Linked DNA regions of Zea mays: region 2 is linked to region 1. A link is a contact called in public Hi-C data. All regions are on one chromosome and are shown on one strand. Each heading gives the region's core, a stretch centred on a gene start, on an enhancer-like site or on the middle of the called end of the contact. The rest is flanking DNA. Distances are from core to core; before and after follow the strand shown.

Evidence for each region. A called contact is a pair of places that touch in the nucleus more often than the background predicts.
Region 2: a Hi-C map of leaf shows a contact between it and region 1, with 2.3 times the contacts expected there. The contact joins the enhancer-like site here to the promoter of LOC542312 in region 1. A contact is called at or near these places in 4 of 25 Hi-C or Micro-C datasets (bundle sheath, endosperm, leaf and 1 more).

Annotation. Positions count from the first base shown.
Region 1 is chr5:55,772,084-55,776,600 of Zm-B73-REFERENCE-NAM-5.0, reverse strand. It overlaps LOC542312 (xyloglucan endotransglycosylase homolog 1), which reads right to left and starts at 2,692. Exons shown (of 2, transcript NM_001111897.3): 1 at 2,043-2,692; 2 at 1,075-1,917. The coding sequence starts at 2,597. The coding sequence ends at 1,339.
Region 2 is chr5:55,905,858-55,909,894 of Zm-B73-REFERENCE-NAM-5.0, reverse strand. No RefSeq gene overlaps it. Among protein-coding and RNA genes, the nearest start is that of LOC100191584, 9.8 kb to the left of the region's middle. Within about 2 kb of position 2,709, at least 20 of the 20 cell types and tissues checked have an H3K27ac peak or open chromatin away from gene starts, as enhancers often do. A contact at or near this core is called in bundle sheath, endosperm, leaf and 1 more, where this site is marked.

The DNA of each region.
Region 1 (4,517 bases), core at 1,443-3,942:
TTCAATGGAACAGTACTATTTGTCATTGAAGACTAGTTCCATACAATATTAGTCTTCTCTCGCTTTTGCCAAGCAGCTATCACCATTTGCTTAGGCTTAGCAATTAGATGTTTTTCCCAGATAATACGAATTTTTAGTCTTGTCTATTCTATTCTAAAGCTTCTCTTTTTGCTGAACAGTGAAGAGATCGACATAATACTATATAGAGCAAATTGGTATATAATATGAGGACAAACGTTTACCCTGCTAGCAGCTTACAACATAAATAATTAACTGTTTTATAAGTTCTCTATCAAAATTATTGTACCTAAAAATGTTGTATATCCCAATTTTAGAGCGATGCGAGTAATTAGGCAAACTATGGGCAATGATAAAACGAGTTGGACTATACACCGCTACATATAAAAAATATCTGCTTAGCAGCATTGGCCTGATGATGTACACTTTACTACTATTATATGCACACACATTTTTTCTATGCTTTTGAAAGAACAAAACAACAACCAGTAAATGTCCTTGTGAGCACTGAACCCTGATGGTCATTTTACTTGTTGATCTGAAGTCAACTACTTGCTCTAAATGATGAATGATGTGCATGAGTCCCTAAAGTATTTTTATGGCTAACATAGTGTTGTGCATACCAGTATAAAATAAATCATGTCCTCCTACTTGCTTCTGTCGGGCCAAATCGGCGTTCAGAGTTACCGGCCACATCGCCATCAAAAGGGGCTGCATGCGGCCCAGTCCAGTTATGGAAGCGAGAATGGGCGGTACGCATGCGTAGACATTTCAGTGACATTCAGCCCACTGGCAATTTCCGGCCCAAATGCGGAGAGCCCGGTCGTCGTCCCGTCTCCGCGGCGCCAAAGCTTTAGTATACGTGTTGGATTCTTCCGGTTAGTACGTGTGCTGTGCGCAGGGTTTCCAGTGCACGGTTTTGACAATCGCGCGCCCTCCACAGGTTCTTGTCAAAGCCCCTTTTGACAAAGCGAACGTTGCCGTGTTGACGGCCGGCTTGACGCAGTCGGTCCGACAACAAAGCCAATAATATTCGGTCGGTGCAGCTAGCCATTCTTCCCGTGTAATAAAACCATATATATTTATATATAGGGAGATATATATGCATGTAAATGTACGATGCAGGTATACTGAGGTACATACGAATTACGATATATACGAATACGATACATGCCAAGACACATGCATGGCGTCTAGCCGTCTACGTATACATATATCCGCCGAACTTATGCCGTAGTACAATGTGTAAACCAAAAACCAAGCGACGGGTCGATTTAATTAATTGATTGCTCTCTGTATCCGATCAATTCTACTCATCTACTACTTGGCCGGCGACGAGCACTCGGGCGGCGGGCCCTGCGGGAACCGGTACTTATCGGTGCAGTAGTTGTAGATCATGTAGCTGGCCTGCGCCCGGCGGAGCTGCTCCTGGCCGGCGCTGTCGAGCTCCTGCGACATCCATGCGCCGTTGGAGCGCGCGCAGGCGGCGGCGTCCGGCGCGGTGCACCCGGCGGCGGCGTACCCGCGGTACGACGCGACGAAGGGCGCCTTGGACCAGTCGGTCCGGACGCGCCCCCCCTGCGTGGCCCACTCCTCCGCGTCCCACACGCTGGCGTACACCCGCATCGGCTGCGACGTCGGGAACGGCACGGTCCCGTCGCCGCGGCGCCGGAACTCCCGGATGGGGACGCCGTCCACGTAGAAGACGACGTGGGCGGGGTTCCACAGCACGGAGTAGGCGTGGAAGGCCGCCGTGGGGTCGAACCACATCCGGAACTGCTGCTCCCGCCCGCCCTTCCCCTGGCTGTACACGTTCGTGTGCACCGTGTACGGCTCCCCGCTCGCGTTCCCCAGGAACTCGAAGTCGATCTCGTCGTGCTGCGAACCCTGCGACGAAAGCTGTGCGCGTGCGTGCGTGACCGACGACATGTGTTCAGCGCGCGAGAGAGAGAGACGACAGCGAATATATACGAAGCTAGGACGAGGAGGCGGCGGCGGTGTAGTATGTACGTAGTAGTACGTACATAGAAGGTGGCGACGGTGCCGGCGGAGTCCCCCGGGACGAGCTTGAGCTGCATGTCGAAGCGGCCGTAGAGGTACTGGGCCTTGGACTGGAAGCCCGAGCCGGAGGACCTGTCCATGGACAGCGTCAGGAGCTGGCCGTTGTCGAGGATCTTGCCGCGGCCGTCGCCCCAGGTGATGTCCACGTCCTGGTAGAAGTTGCCGCCGGCGCTCGCGGCTCCCCCGTGCTGCAGCAGCAGCACCGCCGCCAGAATCAACGCCTTCATGGGAGCTCGCTCGCTCGATCGATCGATCGATCGGTTCACTTCAGGCTTCAGTTCGTCTCTCAGCAAGACTGGCTGGCTGCGATCGATCGGCAGGACGATGGTGCGTGCGATGCGACGACGACGACGACGAAGAGGCGACCGAGCCGCGGTATTTATAGCTCGCGCCGGCCGGATTGACGCTTCCGGCCGGGCGGATATATGGTTGGATTGGACCAGAGAGGATGATCGATCGGTCGATGGATCATATCGTCTCGCAACCCAGGGGTGGCGTGAGCTGGCTGCGCCATCCATCCGATATGATGGCTTGCGCCGCCCGTCCACGACGCCGACGTTGACGCGGCGGGGCAGACGTACGGAGCCACGCACACACGGCTCTTGCCTGGATCGATCGGCTCCAGGTTTGCGTCCGGGCATTCGTTCGTTTTGTTCGGCCGGGTCTCTATCTAGCTGCGGCGTGCGACGAAAGCGCCCAACGGCGGCACAGGATTGTTCGGCGGGCGGGCGTGTCCGCGTGTGTGTTCGCGTCAGGACGTCAGCTGTTTCGCTCGCGCACAGCGGAAGAGGGAGGAGGGATCATGAAGAGCCGTGTGCGACCGAACCGAGAGCCTCGAACGCATTCGCATGCAGATTGCAGCTAGCTGCGCATGCCATGCATGCATGATATGCATGGTTGTGATGAAACTGCTGGCAGAATGGATAATCTAGCCAGCAGCTTGCCTTGCATTTTGGTCGTGGTATTAGCAAAGTACTAGAGGAACAGTGGTGGGTGGTGTGTTAGGCGGCGGATTATTAGGAGCAAGCATATGATTGGGATTAGGTAGTACGTACGTATAGTATGCTGGGCTCCATCTATGCACACGTCCTGTTCATTCTTAGCTATCTTTAGCGGGGAAATTTATGGGACTGTTTAACTGCCTGCAGCACACACACACGAAAATGAATAATAAAAAGAAAAAGAAATTGAAGACGATGGGTGAGTACTTCCTTCTTGCAAGGTAGTTTTGTTTTTTTTTTTTTGTTAAGTTCAAACAAGTTCAGGTTTGATTGATATATAAAAAATTACTAACAGTACTAAAAAATTAAGCAATATCAGATTAACTACGTATGAATTACATTTTCCTAGTAATTACAATCGTTTAGCAACCTAAAAGGTTACATTTTACGAATTAAAAGGCTGGAATCGAAGGAGTATCAATCACAGTACAGTGTAACGACATGCATATATGCATGGCACACATTGCACTATGCATGCATCACATTCCAAAAGGGATGAACCGATCCCGGCCAATTTGCTGCTGCTTGTTCCGTAGTGCATCACGGTATACATCGATCGATGTATATGTGTTTATCGTCTCTGCGAATGGCTCGTCCACAGCAGCCTTTCAACCATCTGAATAATGCGCCACGAACGCACTGGTGGCATGCACTGCAGCAGTATTTCTGGTCGGTGACTCGGAGACGACGGTACGGTCTGCCGTATCGGATGCTGTTACTGTCTTTCAAAATCATCTGACTGTATATCACGCACAACGTACACACGACTTGGATAAGAAATAACAGCTAGCTAGCTAGCGCTCCAGCTGTAGCTAGCTGTGGACATTGCTATGTTTTAGAAAAATTCTGAGAGTCTGACTACCATGCCTACATATATATATAGCCGTTTACCGCCAAAAAAAAATCCAACTCTTGAGCATGCGTTTTTTTTGGAAAGTAAGGTTTGATATCTTTTATGGAAAGTAAAGAGAGCATTATATATGTTTTTTTTTCTTTTTTGTTATACATTATATAAACTAAAAAGACAAATTTTATAAGACGGTTATAGAATTGCAAGTGGAAGGAAAAAGAAAAGTGCTATCCTCTTCTTTGACGACAATGGCCAAAGGATTGAAGGAGATGAATATATGCTCGAACATGCTACTAGTTATTATGCTAAGCTTTTTGGCCCTGCACCCCGGGGAACCTTTTCCATATGGATGACTTCATTCACTACCGGACACAACTTCTCTGTCGAGTGTCCAGAAAACACTCGACAAAGTCTTTGCCGACTGTGAACTCTCGGCAAAAAAGTCTCGGCGAACTGTACATCAGCAACAACTTTTTTTGCCGAGTACTTTTATGTTGGGCACTCGGCAAAGACTTGACTTTGTCGAGTTCCGTCTGTTACTCGGCAAAGAAAAGTCGCCATGGGAGACCTCTCTATATAATTTATTT
Region 2 (4,037 bases), core at 1,460-3,959, 130 kb before region 1:
TAGATGCATGAACGTAAAACATATATATACATCGTGTTGTATGCCTGTTTTTAATTTGAGACGGAGAAAAGTATTTAGATCATACTAGCTGCTTTGAGTTACGTAGCTAGGAGTAGGGACGACAGTGGAGTGGCGAGCTAGCGACTCGTGGCGGCACTTCGGGCCCCGAGTAAACTATCGGCGGTCGGAATATTCAGTCACGGCCTCACGGGCGCCCAACCGCCGACGTAGACTGTTGCCATACGGCGGCGGCCGGAATATTCAGTCAGAGTGAGAGACTTACAAGGCTACAACAGCTGGGATCACAAATCTAAACCTTGCTGCTCTACTCCAGAAACTAAACCGAGCATGATCAAGTGGTTGCTGCTAGCAGCGTGCCATGCATGCCAGTGTTTTCTCTCTCTCTCTCTCTCTCTCTTTTTTTCTCCCCCGGGATGGCAAGGGTTCTGCCCCAGTTTCAGAAGAAGAGAATCAGCCAGTGTATTAGCTGTGTAGTACGGACCCAGTTGGTTCTTGGCTGGCCAAATTGAAGGGACTCCTTTCATTGCCTGCACAGGGTAGGGTGTGCCTGAAAATGAAGTGCATGGAGACGACAGACGACAGCAGCAGCAGCATCAGTCTATAATAATAGTGTGTCGCCTCATCATGCCGCTTGGGGCTGGGGGCGGGGGCGTCCTGTGGTTGGATTGGATCCCTCTGGACTGTTCGCATGCATAATAAACGCAATCATAATCATGCGTATAGTAGTACAGCACATCATTTCATAAAAATATAAAAGAAAATAAAAATAAATATCACACGGGAGATGTGCTTGATTTACGCTGTGACTGGGATCGCTCAGAAAAGAAAAGAAAAGAAAAGAAAAGAAAAGAAAAAATATCACACGGGAGATGCAGCATCAGTCTAATGAGCTGCAGTTTTCGATCAGGGTCAGTCAGAGCAAGCAAACTCGGAGGACTGTTGCATGTAGTAGTATATATTTTTTTTCCAACGCTTGTGTACTAACAGTCCGAATGGACGTTACTTGTCTGTGCATGATTGAGCTAGCTAGCTGTACCTCTGCTAGCTGCGATGCGATGATGATAGTAGGCTTCACAACAGGTGAGCGGCTCCTTGAGATATTTGGAAACGTGCCAAATTTCAGTGTGCCCCCATGATGTTTATCCGGGTGGGGACACGGCAACAGTTTGCCATGTAGCGCGGCCGGAAAAAAATTTGATGCAGCCTAGCTGTAAACCAGATTGTTTGTAGTCCATCAAAAAAGAAGAATATGTCAATAACACAACTAAAACGTTATTTGGTGAGTTTATCCTTTTTTTTAGGGCTGCAAACAGCTTGGTTTGCAGCCTGGCTACATCAAATTTTTTTCCCCGCGGCCGGCCTGTGCTTGCTTTCTACCCATGATGCGTGGCGCGCTAAGCACAGTTTGCAGGCGCTGCCGCTGGAACTTTGCTGTGTGTTGTTTATCCACGTCGTCTCTGGCGGGTGAAACCATCATATCCATTTCTGCTGGTCAGGGGGTGCGTGGAGTTCGTCATGTGTTCTGCTGCTTACCACTCGAGTGCCAGACTAGCGCGGCGCAGAGACGGGGCAGGCAAACGTAGCGCCGCCTGCATCGCATCGCAATGCAATACGAATGAGTCCTGTCGTCGTCGTCCTCAGATAGAGTAGAGCACAGGTCGTAGCCAGACAGAGCAGACCATCCAGGAGCTAGCTAGCGGATGGAGCGAGTAGCACAAGTTTACTTAACCCTTCAAGCTCACTCGCAACCGCGCGCGCGGTTAATTGGGCATGGAGAATTGAAGTGTCATCATGGCATTTGGCTTCAGTATAGATGGCCAACAAACCGGCAACTATACTAGCCCAGTCACTGGTACTATACTAGTCGGGTTGGATCGTGTCTAGACCATTCTTTTTCGTGCTGTGTCAGAACTGATCCATCGTGTTAGTGTCAAAAGACCATCTATAGGCTTCAGCAACACATGCAAGTATGCAACAATGCAAGCTATAGGGCCACTCGTACGTGGGCTCTCAGCGGGAATGCACATTAGCAGGTGAAACTGCGGCGGCTGTAGGTAGGTAGAAGGTAGCGTCGCTGCCGCATCGTCCGTCCAGAACGAAGCGCACAATCTCCATCAGTGCCGGTGCATGACTCGATGATTGTGCATGCGGCGGTGGTACGGCTCCGTCGATCCCAGCCACTCGATCAGATCTCTGCCCACGAAGCGACAGAGGACGCGCCCGTCCATCATTAGCTCGCTGTCAGCCACTCGTGCATGCATATGCATTGCGTGGCAGCAGCTGAGGGCAATGATCACCGGCCAGGCGGCCACACAGCCGGGGCTGTGCATGCATCCACGGCTCCACGCCCACCATGGGCTGCTCGTCGTCGCGTCAGCAGCTGGGGGCGCTGCGTTCGTCACGACTTGCGTGCCGGCAGGTGGCCCGGCGCCAGGCAGGCCTCGTCACGACAAATGCCATGCTCGATCGGTCGGTCTCGTGCCGGGCGCAACTCGACGGCAGCCCCAAGGCCGGCGGAACTGGACAACAGCAACCCGCGGAGACCGGAGCTGCAGCAGCCGGTCCTCCGTGGACCATGAGTATATAGAAAAAAAATGTCATTTTTTTCGCCAACCCACTAGGCCGCTGCTCTCGGTTGGTGAACCATGGACGCCAACCTCCTCGGCCCATAATCGGACCATAACGCGGGAAAGTTCCGTCCTCAAGGAACTGAGGCTTAGCCCAGATAGTGAGAGAGAGATAGAAGATTTGGCCCGCTGGTTTTTCCGTGTGTGTTCGCATGCTACAGAGAATTGCAATAATCGATGGTTCGTGTGTGTACTGGAAGGTCCCCTAGCCTTTCCGAAAAGTCCTACTTCGTTTTCGTTCGCTAATTTCTGGTTTGGATTTGTGATTTAATTTCCGATCTCTATTCCATTGCGAAGAAAAAAAAACACACACACACACACCTTCAACACCCGCACGCGTGCGCCGTACCTTGCTGGCCTCGCGCGAACCGCCCTGTCGCGTGCTACTACTACACCATGGATCTACATCACGCCGGTGATCGCTGTTGAGTATACTCAGTGGTAACGAGATTGAAAGAGAGACAAAATGACAGTTGTATCCGCTTTATTGCAGGGAAGACAGATTTATATACAATAACAGGGGTCATCCCCAAGAGGTGTGTCCTTTGGGGATGTATTCGTCAAGCCCCTTGGATTGGTCACAAAATATTGTAACACTCCCCCTTTATCAATCCAAGTCCATTTGATCATCTGTCAGCTGTCTTCTAAGATATTATCTCCTCAAAAACCCTGTGGGAAAAATAAGGAGTACACAATGTCTTTTGGATTATGAGTATAACTCACACTGACCTCCAAAAGAAAAATATGCATGTAATCATCATTCATAAAAACCTCTGTGGGGAAAAGTCAATGATGAAGCATATAGCTTGGTTGATATTACCTCATTAAAAACTTTGGATGAGAAAACCTTAACAAGGCAAAACTCATACAAAGAAAAGAGTATAATATGATGGTACAAAACAGGTCGAATATCACGGAGAATTACTCCCCCTGATCTTGCAAGCACTTAAGTCTTCTCATACCAATCACCTCAACACATTTCTGAAAACGTTGAGTATGGTAGAGATTTTGTAAATAGATCAGCAAGATTATCACAAGACTTTGTTTGCAAGATGAATAATACAATTTAGGAGCAATATGCTTATTAATGTTGCTCCTGATATAACCTGTTTCCATCTGAACAACACAAGCTTAATTATCCTTATAGATAATTGTCTGTGGTTCAATTGAACCATGGTATGCCATTGTTCTTCCATGGACCTCTAGCCCAAAGAACAATAATATGTCTATAGTCATCATCTCAAAAACCCCCGTGGGGAAAATAAATGATGAGACATATAACTCAGGCTAATATTTCTCCAAGATAATCTTGCCAGAAAATCTGAGAAATCAACATATTAGCTGAGTCTCCTTAAAAACCCAGTGGGAGAAATAAGGAGAGTAGTCATA